4 separate regions of the Zea mays genome follow, and regions 2, 3 and 4 are each linked to region 1. Evidence: chromatin contacts called from public Hi-C data. All regions are on one chromosome and are shown on one strand. The core of a region is the stretch at or near the end of the contact, and the rest is flanking DNA. Distances in the headings are between cores, read along the strand shown. Region 1 holds the start of LOC103634647 (peptidyl-prolyl cis-trans isomerase-like). Region 2 holds the start of LOC542554 (protoporphyrinogen IX oxidase (plastidic)1). Region 3 holds the start of LOC100279991. Region 4 holds the start of LOC100272876.

What was found. Hi-C and Micro-C count contacts between places; a contact is called where the count stands out from the background.
Region 2: a contact with region 1 is called in a Hi-C map of ear, with 2.9 times the contacts expected there. The contact joins the promoter of LOC542554 here to the promoter of LOC103634647 in region 1. A contact is called at or near these places in 3 of 25 Hi-C or Micro-C datasets (ear, leaf and tassel).
Region 3: a Hi-C map of leaf shows a contact between it and region 1, with 3 times the contacts expected there. The contact joins the promoter of LOC100279991 here to the promoter of LOC103634647 in region 1. A contact is called at or near these places in 2 of 25 Hi-C or Micro-C datasets (both in leaf).
Region 4: a Hi-C map of ear shows a contact between it and region 1, with 2.1 times the contacts expected there. The contact joins the promoter of LOC100272876 here to the promoter of LOC103634647 in region 1. A contact is called at or near these places in 3 of 25 Hi-C or Micro-C datasets (ear, leaf and tassel).

What each region holds. Positions count from the first base shown.
Region 1 is chr8:1,414,026-1,417,558 of Zm-B73-REFERENCE-NAM-5.0, forward strand. It overlaps LOC103634647 (peptidyl-prolyl cis-trans isomerase-like), which reads right to left and starts at 1,774. Exons shown (of 7, transcript NM_001301601.1): 1 at 1,599-1,774; 2 at 1,377-1,521; 3 at 1,191-1,279. The coding sequence starts at 1,709.
Region 2 is chr8:1,198,221-1,201,609 of Zm-B73-REFERENCE-NAM-5.0, forward strand. LOC542554 (protoporphyrinogen IX oxidase (plastidic)1) reads right to left here and starts at 2,120. Exons shown (of 9, transcript NM_001112094.2): 1 at 1,610-2,120; 2 at 1,331-1,516; 3 at 1,156-1,240; 4 at 912-1,059; 5 at 754-834. The coding sequence starts at 1,987.
Region 3 is chr8:1,249,199-1,252,632 of Zm-B73-REFERENCE-NAM-5.0, forward strand. It overlaps LOC100279991, which reads left to right and starts at 1,879. Exons shown (of 8, transcript NM_001361011.1): 1 at 1,879-2,186; 2 at 2,271-3,357; 3 at 3,430-3,434. The coding sequence starts at 2,029.
Region 4 is chr8:1,615,945-1,619,474 of Zm-B73-REFERENCE-NAM-5.0, forward strand. LOC100272876 reads left to right here and starts at 1,940. Exons shown (of 2, transcript NM_001147329.1): 1 at 1,940-2,398; 2 at 2,727-3,530. The coding sequence starts at 2,159. The coding sequence ends at 3,521.

The sequences.
Region 1 (3,533 bases), core at 524-3,023:
CCTCTCCTCCCGTGCAGTGCAGCCGCCGGCCGCTGCTTATTTCTCCCCTGCACCTCCATCTCTCTCCCTCCCCACAGCTTCATCTCTCTCCCTCCCCACAGGTCCCCCCTTCCTCTGACTTGCCGGCTTGGGCTGTAAACCCTCGCCGCTGCGCCCTGTGCGCTGCCGCAGCAGCCCCATGCACGCCGCCGTCACCACTGCGCCCTGCGCGCGCTGCCGCAGCGCCCTCTGTCCTCGCATTACTCCCGCGGCAAGGCGATAGGACGCCTTACGTGGCTATGCTCGCCTTACCGCTTTAGCGACGCCTTAATAACCATGATTTTCACAGTCATCATCGTTGCCGTATTATACGAAACTTGTGACTAAAAACTAAAGAAAATCTAAGCTTATGTAGTGAGACACAATCAATGGAGCAGTTTTGCAGACAGAGCCCAATGGATGTATCATTATTGACTATGATTAACGGTGGAAATAGAAGTGACAAATTGCATAAAGAGAGCTGCATTGTGCTAATGGTTTGTAAAATGGTCATCTACACATTGGAGAATAGATATTTAGTGATCCAATGCAGATAGCTGGATGCTAACTTCAAGGTGCGATTATAGTACAGAGTGATATCCTAATAGACATTGGATGAGAATATGAGATAATGCTCAATGTTCCACAAGCTTGCCCATAGAAACAATATGAATCTGATCCAAACAGGCTCAACAAATTCCATGGATTGTGGAGGGCTTGATGCACTGGAAATATAGGTTCTAGTTCTATATCTTAAACCCATATGCCAATAAACATGTGCCCCATATGATTGCCATTGACTGGTGATAGTCATCCTAAAATCCATAGTAGATCCCATAACTAATAAACTGATTTTTGAGCAAGGCATGAAACTTAACTATTAGGAGACTTGCAGCGAGTATGCAAATCAATAGGTGCAATATAACTTTATCTGGCCGAGCTTAATAGACTGGATGTCTTGGCAGCAAAAAAATCATAACTGATTTTGTCCTGCTTTCAGGTTTTCCATCCATGTTGGTGTTCATTCTATTGTTACTTGTGAGCAATGATTTACTATGTTGAATGATGAATAGGAACTTCAATTCTACTCACATCTTCTTCAGTTGTAGGAATATTTAACAAAATCTGCAGTGGCCATTCAGACCAATTGCGTACAGGTAAAAAATGCTTACATTGTTTTGCTGGAAGTCCCCGCCTTGAATCATAAAGTCCTTGATGATCCGGTGGAAGGAGCAGCCCTTGTAGCCGTACCCTTTCTCACCTGCCCCGCAACCAAAAGAGCAGCAATGCTCGGTAAATTCGACTCGTAAAGCTATTGTGACCAGCGCTGATTCAAATCCAATCCATAGCGTACGCACCAGTGCAGAGCGCACGGAAGTTGTCGACGGTCTTAGGTACGACCTCTCCGAAGAGCCCGATGACGATGCGGCCCGCAGGCTCCCCGCCGACCTCCACGTCGAAGAAGCACTTGCTCGTCACCTTGGCCTGCAGCTCCACGGCTCCCTGCAGCGAAACACCGGCAGTCTGTCACAACGCGCTTGGCCTCGGGGAGCGCCGTAGGTGCCCGTAGCCACAAATACCTCTGCCGCAGTGGCGCGGACGACGACAGCGCCACGGGCGTCGCGGTGGCCGCCGAGCCTCAACGTGGGGATAGCGCGGGCGGGACGGAGGGAGAGCGCGCCGCGTCGCATTTCCGTTGAGTAGCAGAGGTGGGTGCGGGTCGACGCCGGTGCCGGCGCGAGGACGGAGGGGGCAGACACAGCCGGCATGCACGCCATGGTTGGGTTTGGGTTTGGCTTGGCTTATCGGATTTTTTTTCGCTTAAATATATCGGAATGGAGGGAGAAATCAAGAGGGCGTAGTGGGCAAGGGCAGGCGAGCAGGGCGGCGCTCGAATGGCCGGGGAAGGGGCTGAGGCCAGGTCTCCGGAGGCAACAAGGATTGGCATGTTGGGGTAGCCTGCGGTGTGGCAGAGGGCCCTTAATTGTTGTTGGGCTATCGTTGGGCCTGGAGGAGTCAGAGCATGGCCGGCAGGCCGGCACTGATGTCCGCCGTCAAGGCAGCGTGTTGCATTTTTTTCTTTCCTTTCATCTGCATTTCCTTTTTGTTTTCTATAGGGTTTTACTATTGTTTTTATGTTTCTTTTATTTATTTTTCGTTTATATCACTTTTATTTTATTTATTTTTCGTTTATATCACTTTTATTTTATTTATTTTTTATCTCTCTTTTACTTTTATGTTCTCTGTATATGTTCATATATTTTTATTTTTCTCTAGTTATATATTATATTTTTTATTTTTAATACATGCTGTGTTTACATAGTATATGTGAGGTATACATATTCATAACGTTTGTTAGTCAGGGTATAGAGGCATCATTGCCATTAATGATGAACATCACCCGCATCGCCCTTGTCATCGCCTTTCCATCTCAACCGATCACACGTGTCGGAGAGGAAATCTCTCTGACCGGGTGGCGGATTGCACCCGCCCTAAATCCTAAAAAGAGGAGGGGCCTAAGCGTTTTGCTTGTTACGAGACTGGTGGATCAACACACGGGAGCACGCGGGGGTTTAGAGTAGTTCGGGCTGCTGGAGCGTAATACCCTACTCCACTGTGTGATGTATTGCTCGGGAGCTTGTATGAACTTGTGAGTGTCTGCCTAAGATTGGGTCTGTCTTGTAACGCCGCATGCCTCCCCTTTTGTAGCCGAAGGGGGGCATGCACAAAGGTATTGAGCCCCGACATGTGGGCCCAGGGACATAACGAATATAGCACTTGGAGCCACAAATGTGTGCTGCTGGGGCACTCTTCTTGGGCCCCGACATCCGAGATCTGCGTATCCTCGACGTGCAAGGGAAGCTTCTTATAGAAGGGGTAACGAGCACGGTGCGCCGCTCGGCACGGGCGTACTGTTCACCAACAGACTGGTCAGGCGATGTTGGGTGCTGGCGATGCAAGAGGAGCTCAACAACTTCACAAGGAATGAGGTATGGCATTTAGTTCCATGTCCTAACCAAAATGTTGTAGGAACCAAGTGGGTATTCCGCAACAAGCAAGATGAGCATGGTGTGGTGACAAGGAACAAAGCACGACTTGTGGCCAAGGGATATTCACAAGTTGAAGGTTTGGATTTTGGTGAAACCTATGCACCCGTAGCTAGGCTTGAGTCAATTTGTATATTACTTGCCTATGCTACTTACCATGGCTTAAGCTTTATCAAATGGACGTGAAGAGTGCCTTCCTCAATGGACCAATCAAGGAAGAGGTCTATGTTGAGCAACCTCCCGGCTTTGAAGATAGTGAGTACCCTAACCATGTTTACAAACTCTCTAAGGCGCTTTATGGGCTCAAGCAAGCCCCAAGAGCATGGTATGAATGCCTAAGAGATTTTCTTATCACTAATGGCTTCAAAGTTGGAAAGGCCGATCCTACTCTCTTTACTAAAACTATTGCAAAAGATTTGTTTGTATGCCAAATTTATGTTGATGATATTATATTTGGGTCTACTAACA
Region 2 (3,389 bases), core at 870-3,369, 220 kb before region 1:
AGAGATCTAACATTACAATTGTTACTAGTTTGCATCTGAGTTGCAAGAAATATGCACACCAGCATGTTAGTTTGCAACTATGCACACTAAAATGTTCTATAAACCATGCTTCATGGAATTTCTATGTACAGCCTCTAGCTCTACATTTGGTATTTTTCAAATGACAACATAAACCTATCCACCTATATGGCAGTCATAGCATAAATAAGGATGGAATGAATGACAATGCCCTAGGCCCCTAGTTAGTATCAACATTGTGCAAAGGTTATTTGCGCTTTCCCATGGACAGATATGAAATGAAGAGTGAAACCACGACATTGTATGATTATATCTGAATTATGCAAACAAGTTCGACCTTAGGCATCCATCTATCTGAACAGTCCACATGCCCCATGTCCATAGCTGGTTCACTGCATAAATAAATATCTATATACCATAATACTATTAAAAGCAGAAAGGATTCTTCCATTAATCACATTTTACTTCCCACAATACCCTTGCACACCTCTCTAATTGTCTGTGACCCAATTACCCAAACTTACGACCCATGCTAATGCAAGTTAGAACAACATGCAACTAGCCACATTACGGAGTCTAAATCCAAAATGTATTGGAACAAATGAAACAATCGTTGCAAATATATCTGGGCTGCTAGTCGTTCAGGTGACAGTGTAACAAGATATACATTTCGTTGTAATACACTAATACACGGATATGTTTGTTAGTAAATATACAAAAAAAAAAAGAACAAACCTGGATGTAATGGCATTTGGAAGCATGGCAAGACCCTTCCTGAAAGATGCAACTGTCTGCCCTTTTGGCTTCGGAAGGCGGCTAAAAGAGGTTAAAACAGATCAATATGGCAGAACAGCCAATTAACGGAACAAAAAGAAAATGCATCAATCTCTTACGCATCCCTCGGTGGTTTTGGATTCTTGCTCCTCTCCTGAATTGTCTTGATGGTTCCACCAATAATACTACCTCCAGTTTCTTCCAACCGCCAAACCTTCCCAAATGCAGCCTTCATGCTGAGCTTAGAAGGATCACCAGCATAGACACCTTAGGTTTACAAAGTTGTTAAATTCTTATGGTAATCGGCTAACCGCTGCAAGTAGCAGGCCAGAACAAACAACAATAACACACTGCAATAAGCACCTGAGCAGAAAGGCTCAATGAGGCGCTCAAAGACCTCAGCACCGAGGTTGCGGCGCACGAACTCCTCCACTGACTCTTCGCGGCCCTGAAACCTCCGCCAGAAACGCTCAGCCCCGTGGCAACGCAACAATCAAACACACAAGATTTAAAAATGCAGCATGGGGAGAGCACGAACTGGAGGAGGCGGGCGGATGCCAAGCGCGCCTAGACCGGCCCTGAGCTTCCCTGGGATGCTCATGAGATCGAAGAACGGGAGGTCGGCGGGCTTGGATGGCACGGGCCTCAGCTTCCCCTCCCACAGCACGAAACGCGGCGCGTTTGGGTCCCCAAAAACCAAGTCATCCTTCAGTCCGCTGTCCACCTGCGCGCGCGCATAAAATCCATTCAGCATCTCAATTCCATGGCTCCGCATGAGTCTGAGAAGAAGACGCTGCGGCGCCAGCGAGGAGCGTACGGCCATGGTGAGAACGGGGTCGGAGGGCTGGAAGCTGTTGGGACCCTCCTCCCAGAGGTACCCTTCCTCGGGGCGCTCGACGGTGGTAATGTTGCCGCCGGGGCGGGCGCGGGCCTCCGTGACAAGCACGTCCCCGACGCCGTGCCGCGTGGCCAGCGCCTGCGCGGTGCAGAGGCCACTGATGCCTCCGCCCACCACGACGCAGTCCGCGGACAGCCGCGCGCCGGTGGAAGCCGGTGCCTCGGCCGCGCCGCCCGCCACAGCAGCGCAGCGCACGCTGAGTCCTCGATGGCGGAGCCGCGCAGGTATTCGGGTCCCGTTGAGTAGCGGCGATGCAGCGGTGGCCATGGCGGTGGCGGTGGCGGTGGCGGCGACCATTTCCGGCGGCGTTGCGGAGCTGAGCGCCTGTGCGGCGGAGTGGATGACACGACGAGATGGGGTAGGGCCGTTGGGCTTGGAGTTAAGGATGGCCCACTGGAACGTTACAGGTGGGCTGGGAATCGCATTCCCGTGCGTGATTGGTTCCGTTAATATCCAATCCCTCTCAAAGTCTACACAAGACCTGCTTCGCCTGACGGGCCACGGGTGACGTGGGCCTTGTTCGCTCTAGAACCTGGCCTTGGTTGCAGGCTGAATTTGAGGCACAGGATGAAAAATAACCCTTTTATCTCTGTGAACTACCGTTATGGTCTAATCTTCCCCTCAAACTTCAAAACCGGACATCATAACCCCTCAATTATGAAACCATTTACATTAACTCTCTAGGGATTCTTCATATGTATCCATATCCACTTTAATAGACATATGTTGGGCGATTCCTTAAGTTGGTTTAATTTTCATTCAAATTCATTCTACCGGGTTAGAAGTAGTTTCCAAGACAATTTCATAAGTTGATTTTGTTGTACATATAAGTGTAGCAAAATAAATCTTCTACCGGGTTAGAAGTGGTTTCCAAGACAATTTCAAAAAATAGAAAAAAAATAACTTGTTAAAAGCATGGCAAGGCTTTTAAACCACAAAAAAGGTCTATAAGAATTCTAACAAAATTCTATAATGAAAAAAATAAAATATTTAGAGCTCATGAAAGTATCTCTAATAGTTTTAATAAGATTAGATTTAACTCTAGCAAATTGAACAAATGATTTTAATCAATGTGTAAACATGTCTTAAAAACTTTTCACAACAAAATCATCTATAATCTAGTAAGAATGTAATTTAAATGGTTTTAAGAGTTAAGGGGTGATAAAATGTCAAATTTTGAAGTTTAAAGTGAAAAAGTAGACCACGACAAAAGTTTCAAGAGGTAAAAGGACTTTTAAGTCCTTGGGGGCTTCCCTTAACTATTGTTGTGGACATATACTTTAGCTCCTACAACTACGAAAATTAGTTATTTTTGCTCCTTGTGTAGCTTGAAAGGTGGTTTAGTCCATTACAGTGTCATGTTGGATGTCATACATGAAAGTCCAAAGTTTAGTTTTGGTAATTGAGTGACTAGTCGATAACCTTTTTCGAAGGCTATAATTCGGTTTTGGTAATTGAGTAACAACTTAGATGTACTGATATGTTATTGATATGAGATACACAGGTGATTAGTCCATAAATACACTAGTGTGAGCAACACTTAAAACCATAGTGAAGAGATGGCTTGATTATCGGATGCGAAATTAATTTTGTGTGATTTGGAAAAAAATGGACCTGATTCGAGTTCCAAGGTGAAAGTTATGTCCGTTTTAAGTTTGAACTCTGAATCAGGGTTTCTGGTTTCTGGCGAGGCGCTGGA
Region 3 (3,434 bases), core at 629-3,128, 160 kb before region 1:
AATACGAAGGTTGGTACAGCGCCGAAGGTGTGAGCAGGAAAGCTTCGGCGTGATAGCAAAAAATGAAACCGACTTAAAGATGAAAAGGCTATTCAGACCTCGATAGATTACTATAGAATTATTATCAAATGTAAAGGGCATAAATGTAATTTTGTATGGGCTGTGTCCTGTGCCTATAAATAGGTGAACAGTACCCCCGTACTGTTCACGTTGATCTGACAATCGCTTTTGCGTCACACTTGTACTTTCATCTCCTTCAAGCTGAAGGTACATTTGTAATTCGATGTTATTTCTGTTTTTGCATAATAATAATGCAAAGATAAATTAATAATAATAATGTGTAATTGCCTATGATATTCTTTATATTCCTTATAATTCATCCTTCGTCATTGTATTTATGAAGGTACACCCTTCATAACCTTCGTCCGAAAATCATTATATCCTGAGAGGAATAATGCTTCGAAGGACGAAGGACTTCAACAATTAACATTTTTCTATGTTGCCTTGTTCTTAACTCATAGCATTTGAGAACAAGTCTCCAACAGGCGCTGCACAGGGTTTCGCTCCGCCACCTCCATTGTTCCCTGCAGTTGACCCTGCTATGTTCCATACTTCTGTGAGTACCAAAATTGTAGTTACATGTTGGTAATGCATCTGGTATAACACATGCAATCTCTTCTCTGTGCAGGGCCAATCTGGGGCGGCATCCAACAACCCTCATGAAGGGTACAACCTAACGCAGCACCAGTCCAACCGCCCACCTCCATGAGAGTTATGTATTTAGTGTTTCGAACACAAAACTTATGTTGAATACTTGTCAGAGCGTGTAAACTTGTGTTGATACTTCTGAACTTCTGTTAATACTGTTTGTGTTGAGAACCTCTCAACTTATGTTGAATACTTATGTCAGAATTTGTGTTAATACTGTTTGTGTTGGCTATATATGTCTGTGATGTATATATGTGATATCTATGAAATATCTTTTGTTTGTTTGGATGGAATAGGGAAAACAAATAAAAAAGGTGTGTACTGGTCTTGACGAGTGTAACACTCGGCAAAGCACCTCTTTGCCGAGTGTCAGAACCATAACACTCGGCAAAGAACCAAGACCTGGGCACCGGTATAGGTTCTTTGCCAAGTGTAATGGCTCTGGCACTCGGCAAAGAAGCACGCTTTGCCGAGTGCCACACCAAGCACTCGGCAAAGTACCTGACATGGGGAACCCCTCCGGCGGATTCTTTGCCGAGTGTTGTCAGGCAGTCACTCGGCAAAGACGCCGTCTTCGTCACCCGGCGCCGTAACGTCTGCTTTTCTTTGCCGAGTGTTCTCTGGCACTCGGCAAATCACTTTGTCGAGTGCCCGAGAAAATTTTTTCGGCAAAGAAGACTTTGCCGATGCACTGTGTGCCGAGCCCTCTTTGCCGAGTGCGACACTCGGTAAAACCTTTGACGAGTGTTTTTAAGGCTTTGCCGAGTGTTTCAGACACTCGGCAAAGCCGTCGGTTCTGATAGTAATTGTTAATTCGCATGCCCATAGACGGCTCGGTTTCTGTACCAGCAAGTACATGCACACTTGGGGGGTTGGGGTGCAGTTGCTTTGCGCAGGCTGTCAAGGTGCGCAGCAGGGAAGGAAGAAAGAAGCCATCCAATCATTTAGATCTCGCTGTGCAAGTACTAGTACTACGGAGCAGTAGTAGTAACAAGCTTGTGGTTGTGGGATCAGCCAACTGCGCAACGAAAAATAATTGCCACTGTATGCCCAACTCAACTCCTAGCTAGGAGAGGAAGAAGAGTACAAGGAAGAGACTGTGGCAAGCACAGCACAGTGGATACACACCTAGCTTGGCCGGTACAGAGCACCGTGCTTGCTTGTCCATTTCCGTCACAGCTAGCGCTTGCCCAGGTCCCCCACCTTATCAACAACAACTGTGCCCCTCCTGCCCCCGCTCGCCGCGAGAGCTCCCGTCCCGACGACCTTCCCTCCTGTAGCACTCTACAGTCTACACCAAGCAGCAGCGTCTCCTGTTGCATGTTGCACTGCACCTATCTACGACGTCCGTTCCCAGTGCTTTGCTCACCGACACCGTATCTTATGAGCAAGGAGCCCTGCTGCTCCCATCACCTTCATCAAGCCAAGCGTGTGTCCTCTGTCCTCTCCCAGCTGCGAGCTCCGACCCCCGGCACCATGTGAGCGGTTCCTTCTCATTCAAGCTCAACCTTGTCTCCGGGTTCTTGCTTGCTTGCTTGCTTGCTAACACCGCTGCCTAGCAGGTCCGACAGCAGCGACTTCGCCGAGCTGCTATGGGAGAACGGCCAGGCGGTGGTGCACGCGCGGACGAGGAAACACCCGCCCCAGCAGGCCGCCTTCCCGCCCTTCACCTTCACCTGCAGCAGCAGAGCTCAACAAAGGCAGCCGGTGCCGCCGCTGCTCAAGACGGGAGGAGGTCTCTTTGCCGACTTCTCCTCGGCCACCGCCGGCCTAGACGCCCCCCGTGACAACGCCGACCTCGACGACACCGTGCCGTGGATCCACTACCCCATCCCCATCGTCGACGAAGCCAGTCCCGCCGCGCCTGCCCTGGCAGATAGCTTCATCCCAGATTTCTTCTCGGAGCTGCATGCGGCGGCGGCGACGACGAGCCTCGGCCCTCTGCCACCACCACCACCACCACCACCAGCAGTCCAGCACACCGGCGACGACAACGACAACCGGAGCACCCCGGTTCCCAATCCCACCACCGGCAGAGGACCAGAGCCCTCAAAGGAAACCCACCGCGCACCAGTACCAGGTCCAGCCGGCAGGCCTGAGCCACAACCACAAGCTGAGCTCGCGCCCGCCAGGAAGCCTCGGCAGGAGAGCGGCGGCGGGGAGGCTTTGATGAACTTCTCCATCTTCTCTAGGCCGGCAGCCATGGCGCGTGCCAGCCTGCGGCAGAGGCCGCCACAGACAGGCACCGACAAGGCGTCCAATGCCACCACGAGCACCCGCGTGGAGTCGACGGTGCTACAGTCGGCCAGTGCCAGTGGGCCGAGAACTGCAGCTGCCCCCGCCGTGTTCGTGGACCAGAGGACGGCGTGGCCGTCGCAGCAGCCCAAGGAGGTGCGGTTTCCATGCGCAGCAGCAGCGCCACCGCCGACGCCGACGGCTGGTAACCTGCAGCAAGAAAGACCTAGCAACAACAACATGACTCCTCCGCAGAAAGAAGTAGAGACCAGGAAGGCGTCAGAGGCTGCGGGCGCCACCGCCACCTCATCGGTCTGCTCCGGCAATGGTGCTGGGACAGGAAAGGACGACGAGTCCTGGCGCCAACAGAAGAGGAAGACCCTGCAGGCCGAGTGTTCCGCGAGTCAAGATGATGTAAGCAGAGGATGTGAAGATATCGCACACCTTGGACACTGGAGTATCTAACACTGGTTCTCTTCTCTTCAGGATCC
Region 4 (3,530 bases), core at 690-3,189, 200 kb after region 1:
ATCAAGCATGTTGAGCATTTGGCAGATTTTGAGGCTGGCTTGCGGCTTAGTCTAAGGAGGTTGATCACCATCACCACGAGCCAAGCTTGGGACAACCGCAGAGGAAATAGTTTTGGCTAGGCCTCCTCACATTTGTTCCATGCCTCTAAGCCCATGCGAGGGTGGTTTTGTCTTCTCAAGGTCGCCCTTCTGATAGCGAAGACTCCTTTGGGAGTGGACTATCTATGGGCTACCAAACCTGCAACTAATTTGAAGAGTCAGACAGGTTAATTGAACTATAGTGTCCTAATCACGAGGACTTAAAATATTTTATATTAGACTTTCATCACCTAGTATAAATTATAATGTATTATTGTCATGTAATAGAATTGTAGATCTTAAGTTCTGCCTTGTTATATCTCTACTATATAAAGCATCAGTTTCCATCGTCTCCACCATCGTTGTGCGTCAACACTTTTGAAAAAAACCCTTATATTTCACTGTAATCAACTAGTGGTCCTTCCATTCACCTCAAAAGGCAACTGTTGCAACCCAATCTCGCATCGCATCTTCCATCTCGTTCACCAAACCCTACCCACCTGCTCCCGTGTACGTGAGCGCGCGAGCCACGCCAAGGATGACGATAACCTCATCCAAATGGCCCCACTCGCTCCGGTCGAAGCCGACGTGCCACCGTGCTCGAGGTCGCCCTAGGACAGGGAAGAGAAGCCAAGCACGGGGCGCGCGCCACCGGCCATGCTTTGGCGTGCACCTCCTACCACTCCCTTTGCAGGCGGCTGCACTCGCAGTCATTCTCTTCGCTATCGTGTCCGCCTTGTTGCTCCTTGTCCTCGTCCTCGCCGTGTGTGCCTTCCGCCACCATCGTGGCAACTGCTACCACATCCTATCGCTCGACCATGTCCCTTCGTCGCTGCCTCTCAGCGTCAGGCTCTTGCCTGCCGACATCCGCCGCCTCCTGAGCTTCGCCTTCCCCTCCACGTGTGGCTGCACCGACGATGAGACTGTCATCGACTCTCCCTCATACCCTGTGTGACTTGATGTTGCACGCGTCGAGGAGCGAAGACGTGTGATGTCGGCCTTCACGCACGCGTTCCATGCTGCCTGCGTCGACCATTGGCCCGTCAGGACACTCGTCCTGCGTTGTAAAGAGGAATAGAAGAGGTATGATCCCATAAATCTTTACCATCATAAAGACTTATTATTTTGAATTCCTAAACTTCTTGGTTGCAACATGTTTAGATTGATGTGTTGTAACTTCTACTTGGAACCAATATAATGATTAAGGGCTCTTCGTCCAAATCGTTTGCTAGAGTTACTTATCAAATATGACGGTGTGGTATAACACCGACAGAGCATTGTACTTATAAATATGAAGAAGAAGAAAAATAGACAAGTACGGAAAAAAACGAGAACGAGACCAAGCGAATTGGGAGCGGCGCGGCAGCCAGAGTCATCTGGAAGGTTCGATCGCCTATCGCAATAGAATTCTAACCGCTGAGTTTTGGATTATTTTTCTTACTCTAGGGCACATATTGTAGTCGTCGGTGCCTAATCTCGGCAGAAACAAGATTGATCACGCATATCTGGGCCAGGCTTACCCATGTCGGTGTCTAAGAAATAACACACAGAGGAATTCACTATCGCGACAGTGACATCCCTCTGTACGTTATTTATAATAATATTTGGATCAAAATATTTATAATAATATTATGTATTTATATCGTTATGTATCTATGTTTAATCACGGATTTTGTCGTCATCATTATAATCATGTTCCGTGACATCGCACGGACAAGTACCTAGTATAATGATTAAGGGCACTTCGTCCAAACTGTTTGCTAGAGTTACTTATCAAATATGACGGTACACCGAAAGAGCATTGTACTATAAATATGAAGAAGAAGAAAAATAGACAAGTGTGAAAAAAAGGAAACGAGAACGAGACCAAGCGAATTGGGGGCGGCGCGGCAGCCAGAGTCATCTGGAAGGTTCGATCGCCTGTCGCCTCGCCGCCATCCATTCCTTCCCTTGCGCCCGAAGAAAGACACGGAAATTCCCCCCAACTGATAAAAGGACCATGGTACTCGCAAAGCGATAGGAAGCCACCGAAGGAGAGAATTGGATAGCAGAGAGTTTGCGTGTGACTGTGGAAGCAGAGATGGGGTCCGGCATGAGCCGCGGCCGGCGGCGCGGTTTCGGCGCAGGGGCGTCGGGAGGGATGCTCCCACTGCTGGCGCTTCAGGTTCTGATCGAGTACGGCCGCGCGGGCGCCTCTCGGCCGCCCGTGACGGCGGCGTTGCTCGCCGGCAACGCGCTCATCTATCTCCGTCCCGGGGCGCTCGACGGGATCCTGCCCTCTGTCACACGCGTCTCCTTCAATCCGCGGCTCATCGTCGAGGTACCCAATCTTACCTACTCATCCGTAGCGCAGTTAGAAAACGAAATTCCTGTACACGTATCGAAATCCCACCCCTGTTTTTCTGTTGATCTGCGAGACCGCGACTTGCAGCAGACTTGCAGTTGTTGGGGGTATGTGGTAGACAAGGGGGAAGAATAACCGCCACCAATAATAATGAGATTGGTCCACTTACAAATTTGCTACTACACCATCGCCCCCAATGATTCCCCATAGCAAATCACACATATAGGCATAGCACATAGCAGTGTATTCAGTTGACCAGTTCTAAGTTCGCAAACTAACTAACTGTGATTTAACACTTTTGCAGAATGGCGACTTGGTGCGCTTCTTCTTGTCACCATTCTACCACTTGAGCGAAAGCCACCTGTTCTACAATATGACATCGCTCCTATGGAAGGGTATTCAGCTTGAAACATCCATGGGTAGTGTCGAGTTCGCTTCCATGGTTGCTGCATTGCTTGGGCTGTCACAGGGCATCGCGCTGCTCTTGTCCAAAGGCCTACTCTTGCTTGGTGATTATACTGCGTACTACGACCAATACGCGGTTGGGTTCTCTGGTGTTCTGTTTGCCATGAAGGTTGTGCTGAACGCCTGGTCAGAAGATTTTGTCTATCTGCATGGGATGGTCATTCCGGCGAAATACGCTGCCTGGGCTGAGTTGATCCTCATCCAGGTCTTCATTCCTGGCACATCTTTTCTTGGCCATCTCAGTGGAATACTTGCTGGATTGGTTTACCTTTGGCTGAAGCGGGCGTTGAATGGGCCAGATCCCCTCACTCTTCTGGTGTCAAGCATTACCAAAGTCGTGACCTGGCCAGTAAGATTTGCGCAGAATCTTCTATGGTCTGCCCATCCACAGGGACGCTTTAGAGGCCGGGGCAGGGTTGGGCGCCGGCAATCAGCAAGAGATACTCCTCGAGGTCTATGGAGATGCCCAGCCTGCACCTATGACAACTCAGTTTCCACAGATATCTGTGAGATGTGCAGCACTGCACGAGAGGACCATGATTTTTCGCTGAGGCAGTATCATCAGGCTGGAGGTACTGGAGAACTCACAGTTGATGAGATACGCCGAAGGAGGCTGCAAAGATTCGGTAGATGATGTAAATCC